Regions from separate parts of the Rattus norvegicus genome. Here regions 2 and 3 are each linked to region 1. A link is a contact called in public Hi-C data. All regions are on one chromosome and are shown on one strand. The core of a region is the stretch at or near the end of the contact, and the rest is flanking DNA. Distances in the headings are between cores, read along the strand shown. Region 1 overlaps Tpi1l2 (triosephosphate isomerase 1 like 2). Region 2 overlaps Tpi1l2 (triosephosphate isomerase 1 like 2). Region 3 overlaps Tpi1l2 (triosephosphate isomerase 1 like 2).

What was found. Hi-C and Micro-C count contacts between places; a contact is called where the count stands out from the background.
Region 2: a contact with region 1 is called in a Hi-C map of liver, with 4 times the contacts expected there. The contact joins two enhancer-like sites. A contact is called at or near these places in 2 of 12 Hi-C or Micro-C datasets (Schwann cells and liver).
Region 3: a Hi-C map of liver shows a contact between it and region 1, with 3 times the contacts expected there. The contact joins two enhancer-like sites. A contact is called at or near these places in 2 of 12 Hi-C or Micro-C datasets (Schwann cells and liver).

The regions. Positions count from the first base shown.
Region 1 is chr17:27,572,038-27,575,873 of GRCr8, reverse strand. All of the region lies in intron 1 of Tpi1l2 (triosephosphate isomerase 1 like 2), which reads left to right. Among named protein-coding and RNA genes, the nearest start is that of Ly86, 120 kb to the left of the region's middle. Within about 2 kb of position 1,588, at least 10 of the 93 cell types and tissues checked have an H3K27ac peak or open chromatin away from gene starts, as enhancers often do. A contact at or near this core is called in liver, where this site is marked.
Region 2 is chr17:27,343,504-27,347,339 of GRCr8, reverse strand. All of the region lies in intron 2 of Tpi1l2 (triosephosphate isomerase 1 like 2), which reads left to right. Among named protein-coding and RNA genes, the nearest start is that of Rreb1, 140 kb to the right of the region's middle. Within about 2 kb of position 1,684, at least 3 of the 93 cell types and tissues checked have an H3K27ac peak or open chromatin away from gene starts, as enhancers often do. A contact at or near this core is called in liver, where this site is marked.
Region 3 is chr17:27,365,535-27,369,370 of GRCr8, reverse strand. All of the region lies in intron 2 of Tpi1l2 (triosephosphate isomerase 1 like 2), which reads left to right. Among named protein-coding and RNA genes, the nearest start is that of Rreb1, 160 kb to the right of the region's middle. Within about 2 kb of position 1,935, at least 5 of the 93 cell types and tissues checked have an H3K27ac peak or open chromatin away from gene starts, as enhancers often do. A contact at or near this core is called in liver, where this site is marked.

The DNA.
Region 1 (3,836 bases), core at 339-2,838:
GTAATCTTATTCTCGAGAGGGTATCTTGTAAATAGTACCAATTAAAAGGCTCCACAGCCAGAGGGACCTGCAATAATTTAGGATGAAGTAAGGGGTGGTGGGCCAAGAGGGCACTGGGCAATGAGTCATCAGAACTCCTAATCCCAGGTCAGCAGTAACTTTGAGCAAGTCATACCTGTTTTGACCATGGAAGGGGCTAGGCCTCGCACCTTCCACTGGACACCGGCAGCTATATACTTCATGGTTCTGAGAAGTTCAGGGACTTAAGAATGTGACAGCAGTGTTAACACATTGGAGTGTTGGCATTTCCCAGTCATGTTTGTTACCTATAAATAGTCTTCATCTGTGACTCAAGTGACCACCTTAGGCCACGGGTGAAGTTGTGACCCGACGGATCCTATGATCTTTGAGGAGTTGGCTTTGAGTCTGTGAAATCCTCCTAAGTAGTTCTGCTCCCAGAAGCCTTTGTGCTATGCAGTGTTAAAGCAATCCTGGCCCAGGTGGGCACCTATCAAGTCTAGGGAAAGGCAAACTTGCAGGCTGATGGAATTATCTGCATGGCTTTGCTTACTACAGTCTAGAGCAAAGCCAATGGCTTCTGAGGTCTTTCTTCAACAAAGTGTGGCAGAAGTTCAACCCATGAGGAAGTGACACAGAGAGGTAGTGAGCCCCCCGGCTTAACTTTGGCCTAGGTGAGATTGGACTGATAGTTCTTTTGTTCAGGTCATAAGTTGGCTCTTAACTGGTAAATGGTTATGTGCTCCCTGTATGGCCTCTTTAGGTGGGAACATGCCTTGGTTAGATAGTTGTTCAAAACGGCGTGCTATGTGGAATCTGACGGTGGAGCCTACTTCCAACTTGGCCCCTTTAGTCTTCACACAGAGATGGACACACATAATCCTGGTAACTGAGAGTGGCCTGAGCTACTTAGGGAGAGCTTATCTCAAGCAAAAACAGTATAAATGACGCAAAGACAAAATAAGAGGAAAGGTTGTGCTGTTTTCCCTGTGAACCAGAGCTCCCAGGAAGAAGCAATGTCTAGGCTAGCATTCTACAAAGGCTGATTGGCTGTTTGGAACTTCGGTAGTTGGAGGCCTGGAAAGATGGCTCAGTGGTTTAGAGCATTGGCTGCTCTTCCAGAGGACTCTGGATGGATTCCGTACACCCACATGACAGCTAATAATTGGCTATAATGCCGGGTCCAGGGAATCCAGCGCCCTCTTCTGGCCCCAGAGGCAGAGAATGCATTAGATGCACAAGCACGTCGTAAGCTGGGGATGTGTCCTCCTATGACCTAGCATGACTACTTACTTGCTTCAGATCACCTCTTCATTGCTTAATGAATGATGGCGAGAGATAACCGCATGTTTAGTACACAGACAAGGTTTTGTTATTTTCAATCCACGGTCGGTTGAGTGTGCAAATGTGGAGCCTCTGAGCGCAGAGTACCGACTGAGTCACTGCTCATCCCTAGCCTTCATTTTGAGGACAAATGCCAAAGAGCTGCCTCTGCCAGCCCATCTTCACACACCCAGAGCCTCACCCCTGGCTGGCCTTGCTGCCTGCCAGACCTCCTCATTTCCCAACAGCTAGCTTTGCAGCCCATGCAGAGGGAAGGAAGTGGGTCACACGGCAAGCACATGTTAGGGGTGGGCACGCCTGCAGCAGGCAGTGGAAGGGCAGAGCTCTGGCGGTTTCTCCTTCCTACTTTCTTATGATTTAGTAACTTTCCAAACTCATTCATGAGTGGGCCTGTTCTAGACTAAGTTCTGTTTAAGCCAGCAAAGTCCTAAAGGTGCTTTTGCTCCACCCTAAGAGAGAAGCAACATTCCAGAAGATACTCAGCAAGCCTCCGTGGAAGCCACAGCCGAGACACAGGCCGCCACACTCATAGTGTGATCCCTTATTGTCCCAGCAACACTACTTTATGCCTCAGAGTCACCCTTCATGATGTGACAAGACCAAAGTGTTAAAGACCTTAAATTAGTATATACCGTTCATACAGATAATGGATTTTATTATGAGGTTATCATACATTTACAGTGTACTCAAATCATATTTACAACCTCACTAAGCCTCATCTCCTCTCCTCCGTCCCATGGGCCACCTTCCTCTATTCAAGTCATCCCTGCTGTGGTCTAGGAGGCTGTGGACCCATAAGAAGTGGGGTCTGGCTGGCAGAAGTAGACTCCAGCAGTAGGGCTTCGAAGGTTTCTGGTTCAGATTCCACTCCCTCTGCTTCCAAGCCATCTCTGCATAAATGATCCCTGCCAAGTTCCTCCACCCTTGTAGACTGAGTCCTTCTGTGCCTTCTGTGTTATCATGGGGTAGCACGAGATAACCACAAATCAAGAAACCACCTCCTGGCAAGCTATTTCTGTCACATTTATAGCTGTAGTTCTTTCTGTCACATTTGTAGCTGTAGTGCAAATGTCTTTAAAATGCCCCCCTTTCTTTCGTGTCTTTCTACTTATCTCTATATTCTTCACATGAAGAAAAAAAAAAAAACATGTAGCATTTGACTCTGAGTCTAATGGATTTCATTTCGTACAATGACCTTTATGCCCACCCCTTTCTCTACAGATGATACAATTTCATTCTTTATGACTGAATAGAGATTCGTTGTGTCTATATTCCACATCTCCTTTAACCTTTGATAGGTACTAGGCTAGGTTTATAGCATGGCTACTGTGAATAGTGTACACAAAGATGGGCGTACAAGAGTCTACTTCATGTGATGGTTTGATCCCTCTAGGTCATACTCAGGATTAGTGTAACCAACCCATTTGGTAGTTCTAGCTTTCATTTTTTGAGATTTATACTAATTCCCATAGTCACTGGGCTAATTTGTATTTCTACAACCAAGAAGACAAATTCTTAGCCAAAAACAATACCAGATAACCATATTGTCTTCATGTCCTTGTTGCACCCCATAATATTCACAGGCAGACCACGACTGTAAGAATCAGTCCCCATCAGCAAAATGAAATATATGTAGTCATTTGGTTTTTAAACTAGAGAATGACCTGGAATTAGGATGGCTGTGAAGACCAGAGGTTTTCAGTCTCAGCAATGTGAACTTTTGGGATAGGGTTCATCTTGTACATCTGGGGTTCCAGAGAAATAAATTTGATTTCAGTAGAGTCCTGGAGCATGGCTCTCCAAATATACGCTGACCTTTCCATGCTAGGGCAAAGGGCAGGGTGAGGAGAATATGAAAGTGTACTTAAAAGCAAAATCGAAATTGACTCTAAAGTGAATGAATAGCTTTAGGACGATGAGGTCAGAACGGTGCTGGGTCCTCAGAAGGTGGAAGGAACACAAGATTGACTGTTTTGCTTACGCTTACAAACCTTGGACCAGCTGTATCTCATTGATTTGTCTGTCTAGAGGATAAAAATATTACAGGAACTAGGTGTGGGTGCTTGGTGCTCCTTGTCAAAGAAGCCTGTCACTGTAGGCTGAAGACTTTGAGGACTTCTTGCTTTCGCACAGTAATGCGGCAAGCAGTGTAGAAAGTTCTAGCTCTGCTTAAAGCAGTCCAGACTCTCAGATTTGGTCTGTTGATGGAGTCAGGAGGTGAATGGGAATCAGGTATTTTAAGTAACATAGTTTGCACTTGACAGGTTAAAGGGGGGGGGGGGTTGGGCCTTTTGAGGCAAGCAAGAACAATTAGATGATCGATGACAGCCATTAAAGGACAAATACAAAAGGTGGGAGGCCAAGAACATCAAATGTGTGCTCTTCAGGAGCACAAAGAATACTGAAAGTCCAGTGGGAATTTTTTTTTTTTCAGAAGTTCAACAAGTTGAACTAAACAGAAAGCTGTGTTACAT
Region 2 (3,836 bases), core at 435-2,934, 230 kb after region 1:
TCAGGGCTCTTAACCAAACCGCTGAGCCATCTCTCCAGCCCTGAAGAATAAACTTAAAATGAATCATATACTTAAAAACCCACAATAGCTGGACATAACAGGTAAAAGCGCTTGCCATGGAAGTCTGAGACTTCAAGCAGGAGGCCCTAGGTTCAATTCCCAGCACTTCTAAAATAAAGTCATTCCAAGAAAGAGTAAGAGTTTTGATGATATAAAAAACAATTTAAGAGTTTTGATGATATCAAAAAATTATTTTTTAGAAGAAACTCTATCGAAGAAAGTGGTCTTCTTTCAACTGGCAAGGTGACATCCCTGACATCCCTGACATTTTAACCTCACAGATCAGTTATTAAAAGAGAGTGAAAGAGCTCTGAGAACTAGCATGGAGAGGAACAAGTCCCAGGAGAGGACCCCAGGTAACCAAGGTGACCCTCTAGTGCTGGCGGCCGTGGAAACCGTTCTACCCTTTGGAAGGTAAACTGCCAATACGTGTTAAAATTGGGTACACATAGCAACCGTAGCTCAAGATAACCATTTTACAGAAGCCGAGACTTCGCTGTTTGCATGCACTCTGGTCACAGCTCTGCTGATGATGGGAAACACCTGGAAACAGGCCGGACGTCTGTCAAATAAGCCATGGGGGTGTAGCTTAGTGATAGAGCACCTGCCTAGCATATGGGAGACCCCAGATGCACTTCCCCCCACACTGCAAAAAAAATAAACAAGTCTTCCAAATTAGGGTTGACTAGAAACATAAGCACAGTTTTCATATATGCTACTATGAAACCCTTGAGTAAGTATTCTCTCTATATATTGGTCTAGGAAGACCTCCATAATGTACTCTACATTGAAAAACAATATGCAAATTAACAACCCAATCAATCCCATGGTGGATCCTGAAATTATGGATCGTACTGAGCCATATATATATATAAAACCTACATACGCTCTTTTTACTTTTTTTTTTAATTTCTAAAAATATTCCGTGTAGTTGAGTATATCTGTGCGTGGGCGTAGCTCATGAGTTCAAGTCCCCCTGGAGGCCAGAAGAGGGCATCAGATTCTCTGCGGTGGGGTTACAAGGACCTGGGAGCTGCCAATTGTGGTGCTGGCCACTGAAGCTGGGTCCTCGGCAAGAACATTGTTCCTCTTTTGCATGCAGTCTATCTCCAGTCCCTATTCTCTCATTCACACAATTAAATTATAAAATGTAACTGATACACTAGGCACAGTAAAAGATGAACACTAAGATTGTAGCAATATACTATGTACCGTTTCTTTGTATCTTTCCTCCCCCAAAACATCCAACTGTCCTATGCTCAGCTCTTTTATGATGTTAAGGAATGAAGTAAGGTGAGTGGCATGGGAGTTGTCACACACTATTACACCACTCCTTGTAATGACGTCAGGAGGACGTTCAACCTGCCATGATGATGCCATTGACCGTGGGTGATAGAAACCACAGAGGACAAATTCTTGATAAGAGAGACCTACTGCTATGACATCAGCTCTCTGCTCCAATTCACACACAATCGGTGTTTCTCGGTCTGTGTGTGTATGTGAACACGCACATTTTAGTGTAAGTGGGTACACTTGTGTGCAGGTTTGTTTGGAAGTCAGCGGTTGACATCAGGTGTCTTACTCAATCACTCTGCACAAGGCCAGGTCTCTAGTTGAACCCTGATCTACCTAGTGTTGACAGGCCTCACCTGACTTTGCCTCTGGAGAGCTGGGAAGACGGGTGAGCCCCTCTCACCCACATAGCTTTTTATGTGCGTGCTGGGGACAAGAATTCTCCACTCCATATATTCTTTATTTGTGAAGCCGTCACTCAGCTCATAATTTGTGCCTTATTTAAAAATCCAGGAGGATTTGCATGTAATTATAATATGACAGAACCTGGGTGGGAAAACAGAAGAAGGAAAGGGCTCACCACCAAAGTGTTTTTCTGTTTGATCTTCTGGCTTCTTTACACTTTTTTTTTTCAGTCAACCTGTGGTACTCACAACCTGTGGTACTCATATTTCCTCTTTGTTTCTGTCTCTCTGTTCTCTCTCTGTGTTCTCTCTCTCCCTCTCCCTTTCCTTCCCCCTCTTCCTACCCCTACCCTTACCCCTATCTCTATCTCTCAGACATGGTCTCACTATGTAGCTCTGGTCCTGGAACTCACTTATGTAGACCATACTAGCCTTGAACTCACAAGGATCCCTCTGCCTCTGCCTCTGCCTCTCTGCCTCTCTGCCTCTCTGCCTCTCTGCCTCTCTGCCTCTCTGCCTCTCTGCCTCTCTGCCTCTCTGCCTCTCTGCCTCTCTGCCTCTCTGCCTCTCTGCCTCTCTGCCTCTGCTTCTGCCTCTGCCTCTGCCTCTGCCTCTCTGCCTCTGCCTCTGCCTCTCTCCCTCTGCCTCTCTCCCTCTGCCTCTCTGCCTCTGCCTCTCTGCCTCTGCCTCTCTGCCTCTGCCTCTCTGCCTCTGCCTCTCTGCCTCTGCCTCTGCCTCTCTGCCTCTGCCTCTCTGCCTCTGCCTCTCTGCCTCTGCCTCTCTGCCTCTGCCTCTCTGCCTCTGCCTCTGCCTCTCTGCCTCTGCCTCTCTGCCTCTGCCTCTGCCTCTGCCTCTGCCTCTGCCTCTGCCTCTGCCTCTGCCTCTGCCTTGCCTCCCAAGTTCTGAGATAAGGCCATGCACCACCACACCTGGCTACTCATGGGTCTTGTTGTTTGCAGGGGGAGTATGTCTGCATGCATGCCTTTTTGAGGGTGTCAGATGTCCTGAACCAGGTGTCACAGACAGTTGTGAGCTGCCATGTGGGTACTGGGAAATAAAGCCCAGTCCTCTGAAAGAGCTGCCAGCACTCTTAACTGCTGAGCCATCTCTCTAGCCCCACTACTCAAGTTTTTCAGAGAAGTATAAAAGGTGGAGAGACCCCTGTGCCAGGTAGAGAGAGAAGGCTGCAATCTTTTTATACCCATGATTCCAAACAGCAGCAGGACTGAGAAGTGAGGTTCAGCACTGATGCCTGTAGGGAGGGGAAAAAAGGGCTGTAGGGTAGGTGGTTGAGTAAAGCAATCCAGCATGGTGTCACTGCACCAAGCCACACCCTAACCAAACCCATTATACTGATGTTGCTTCCCCTTCCCTTCCGGGAGAATCACCAGGAACCTACCACACATTTGGCTAATCACGGATTAGTCAGGGGTTCATCAATGCTCCTGAAGAAAAAGAGACCAAGGGGCTGGGGATTTAGCTCAGTGGTAGAGCGCTTACCTAGGAAGCACAAGGCCCTGGGTTCGGTCCCCAGCTCCGAAAAAAAAGAACCAAAAAAAAAAAAAAGAAAAAAGAAAAAGAAAAAGAAAAAGAGACCAAGAGAATCAAGATTCACCCCATCCACTTCATTGGCTTAATTTAAACTGAAGACAAATTTGAGACTCACACAAAGAAAAGACCCTTTAATAGAGACTGCTGTCTGAGGAAGAACTCCCAGAGCGGGGAGTTCTGTGCAGGGGAGACCTCTGAGGGGAGAGATCTTTGAAGGGGAGGAGATCTCTGAGGGGGAAGGAAATCTCTGAGGGGGGAGGAGATCTCTGAGGGGGGACCTCTGGAGGAGAGATCTCTGAGGGAAGAGATCAGTAATGGGGGAGATTTTAGAAAGGGAGAGCTCTAACTGGGCCGGGGACGAGGGGGATTTGAGGGCTCCCAACACCCAGAATGAACTTTTCAGGATGAAGCAGACAGGACTACTCCCGCCAAACAGAGTGTGTTGGCCCTCACAGAACTAAACTGCTGGGTCGGTCTCCACAACACCTACCCTCTGGGTAGGATAGTTCCTTGGCCTGGTGGGTATCG
Region 3 (3,836 bases), core at 686-3,185, 210 kb after region 1:
CCCCTGAGCTAATCTCAGATACAGCGACTTGGGTCTGCTCTGCTCGTGTGTGTGTGTGTGTGTGTGTGTGTGTGTGTGTGTGTGTGTATGAAAGAGAGAGAGTGTGTGCATGAATATGAGTGGGTGTATGTGTGTGTGAGTGTGTGTAAGAGTGTGTGTGTTTGTGTGTGTGTGTGTGTGTGTGTGTGTGTGTGCATATGTGGATGTGTGGATATGAGTGCCCCTGTGCATGTGGTCTGACATGCTTCTCTTTTGTCTCCCCGTGTGCTTTTGTGACATTCATTATCTGTATTTTACAAGGTAGAGGTTGTCCCATCTTGTACCCATCATCCCTCTGCTACTCCCTCCAGCTCCATCTTCCCCACCCCTCCTCTCAGGTATACCCCACCCCTCCTCTCAGGTATACCCCACCCCTCTCCTCAGGTATACCCCATGCCCCTTGTTCTCTGTACTGTGAGTCCACTTTCCAGCCAGTGTCAATGATGGGTATAGTCAGCCTTTCCTTTTTATAGAATACAGCTTGTGAGCCATCGTAAGCCACCTGGCCCTCTCCCCTGCCATCTACATTAATGAAACTTACCAAAGTGCCTTATATCACTCCCTGCTTGGCTACAGGGAGAGCTCCCCCAGGTCTAACCTAACACCACTCCATCTAATCACGAGCTCTAACCTAACCCCACTCCATCTAATCACTACCTCTCCAAGGGGCCCCCCACAGGAGCATCTGCCCCCTAAAAGGCCCAGGATTCTGATCTTACCTATTCCTTATGTTTCTCAGCCATTTTATGTATCAATTGGCTCTTTAATGCACCACTGGCTAAAGAAAGCACTACTACCCCAAGCCAAGACCATATCCTGACCTCCTAGAGTGTGTTTCCCAGGGGCCAGAGTCAGTACAGGTAAATACCATCAATACCAGTGTCCACCCCAACCCAGCAGTCAGTGCTCATACATGTGTCTGTCATTCCCTCCATCTACCATGTTGACTCCCACCCTACTCATTCTCAGAGAACCTACCCCCAACAATGAGGCAGAGACAGGAAGCTCGCCCTATGGCCACATTTGCTGGCTCCAGATGATTAGAACCATGGGAGCACCCATCTTAAGACTTCCTTAAGGTCAAGAAGATGAGACAGCAGGTAAAGGAACTTGCCACCAAGGTCTGAAGATCCAAGTTCGATTCCCAGGACCCACGTGGTGGAGCAAGAGAATCAACCCCACAAGTTGTCCTTTGACACCTGTCCTGTGGTATACCACCTATACACACATACAAACACACACACACACACACACACACACACACACACACACACACACACATTTCCAAAGAATTCCTGATAGAGCCCATCTTGACAGGGAGTACTGAGTGCCTCACTGGAGAATACTGAGTGCGTTGATAAAGACTATTAAAGGCCTTCCTGGAAATATTGGGTCCATCACTGGAGAACACTGGGTAGGTATCTTGCTTGGGAGTATCGGAAGACTTTTTAAGCTGGAAGACTCCTGAGCACCATGGCAACCCCAGTCCTCAGACAGGCCTGAGTGATGAGGAGCCTTGGAAACTCATCCTGTCAAGAAAGAGGAATGAGGTGAACATACCCAAGGGGTGAGAGAGCAGGTCAGGGAGTGAGGAGCTCCTAGAGAGGCCTCCAGTTCCCATGACGTCAGCCTCACCTTCCTTCCATGCTTCCTGAGAGTCCCCGACACCATCAAACCGATCCCATTTCTACTCGGGCTAAGGTCTTTGTTCCTCGCCACCAACCCATTCTTGACTGAGATACCTTTCAACACAGCTGCTGCATTGTCCGCACCGCCCACTTTCCATTCTTCTCTTCTGCCGGAATCTGTTTGCCCGCGACTATTGATACAGTCACACAGCACACAGAGCCTTGTTCTTCCCTTGAACAAATGCTGCCTGGCCTCATCCCAAAGACAACAAGCGGCAGCTCATGACTTAATCACACAACAGGTGAGCCGCGCCGCGCCAACACTTACACCAACTTGTCTCCAACCCACTGGAATTCCCTGCCTGCTGGAGTTCCCCAGCAACAATCCTGACCCTGTGGATTAATTTGTGGCACAACCAGAAGTGTGTGGCACCTGTGGCCCCCAGCAGCAGGATGCATTCCAGCTGCGAGGGCTGAGCCCTGCGTAGGAGGAAGCATGGGCAAGAAGGCTTCCGAGAGCCCTCAGAAGATGGGCACATTCTGTCTCCTCTGGACAAGGATTAACCACCCTCTGAAACCAGCTCCCTTCTGCTACAAGTCAGCCTTTCTCTCATTCGCTCTGAGTGAAAGTGACCTTCCTCCAAGTTTTAGTGTGACTTTGTCCAGAACCAGCCATCTGTGGTTCTAGACTACTGCGCAGAACTGAAGTCCCAACCGCTCACTGTTCTAGAATTGTCTGTGCAGTGCTGCTCTCTGGGAATATGAATGGTTATGCTACCTCATGTTGTTCTCATGCTCCCTCTCCTCTCCCTCTCCCTCTCCTCTCCCTCTCCCTCTCCCTCTCCCTCTCCCTCTCCCTCCCCTCTCCCTCTCCCTCTCCCTCTCCCTCTCCCTCTCCCTCTCCCTCTCCCTCTTCCCCCCATCTCTCCCTCCCTCTTTGCCTCCCTCCCTTGCCCAATACTCATTTCTAGCTCTCGCCTCCTCACTTGATGAAGTGAAGTGCTTGATGCCACAGACCTCACAAGTCCTTTTGGGAACACTTCCAAACAGGACAGACACACTGTGCTGAGCACTGCTAACAAGTGGCAGTCCTTTTTCCCTTTGGACAAGGCCCACAGTTTTGACAGGCTTCACAACGCCCCCTGCCTGTCCTTCCTCGAAGCTTGCTCTTTCAAGGGCCACTGTTTGCAGTGGAGGCTGGCACTCTACATTAGAAAGGCCAAGAGCGTGTTCTTTTTGTTCAATTCATTTTTTTTAAGTTTTCACTTTTAAGTGAGTTGTTAAGACATAAGGACTGTGCATACTTATAGGGCACCATATGCTGTTTGATACATATATACGTGTTATGATATTTAAATTAGGATAAGCATATCCTTTTGTCTTTTTTGTGGTGCCGGAGATGATCAAGTTCACATCCTGCACTTGCTAAACCGGCCCTCGGCCCATTTCCTTATAGTGAAGCCATTCCAAATGCCTTCTTGAGAGGCTTCATACAATGCACCATTGTTTTCTCAAGCCACCCTGCCACCTTGCTCCTATCCAACTATGGCTCGGGACCCATTGAGCAATGTGTGTCCTTTATGCTGATTGGTTCAGAAATGGTAGTCACCCCCCCCAAGAACGCCACTCCTCACATGACACCTTTTTGTTCAAGCTGTGCTGTTGTTTTGTTGTTTAGGTAGTGGTGAGGTCTCCCGATGCAGCCCTGGTTGGCCTGGGATTCACTATTTAGACCAGGCTGACTTTGAACTCACAGAGCTGTCTGTCGCTGTCTCTTGAGTGCTGCGATCAAAGGCATGCGCCACCACACCCAGCCAGGCTGACACGTTTTAATGAAATATTAGTATTTGTTTAGTGTACCTGATCATATCACCGCTTAACCACTTCTTCTCTTTTAATCCATTCTTCCAGCAGACTCCTCGACTTCCATGTCTTTTTTTTTTTTTTAATGACCCCGGAGTTTAATTAAGGTTGCTTTCCTGAGCATGAGTATATCGTTATTTATCAGAAAGATGATCCCCCCTTTCTCCAGCAGCCACCAACTGCCGATAAACCCTTATTAAGGAATGTGGCCTATACTTTCGTACAGAGCCACTGGAGACTAGCAGATGCTGGAATCTGGTGCTGAAACTACAGTATTTCTGAGCTGCCAGACTATGAGTGCTGGGA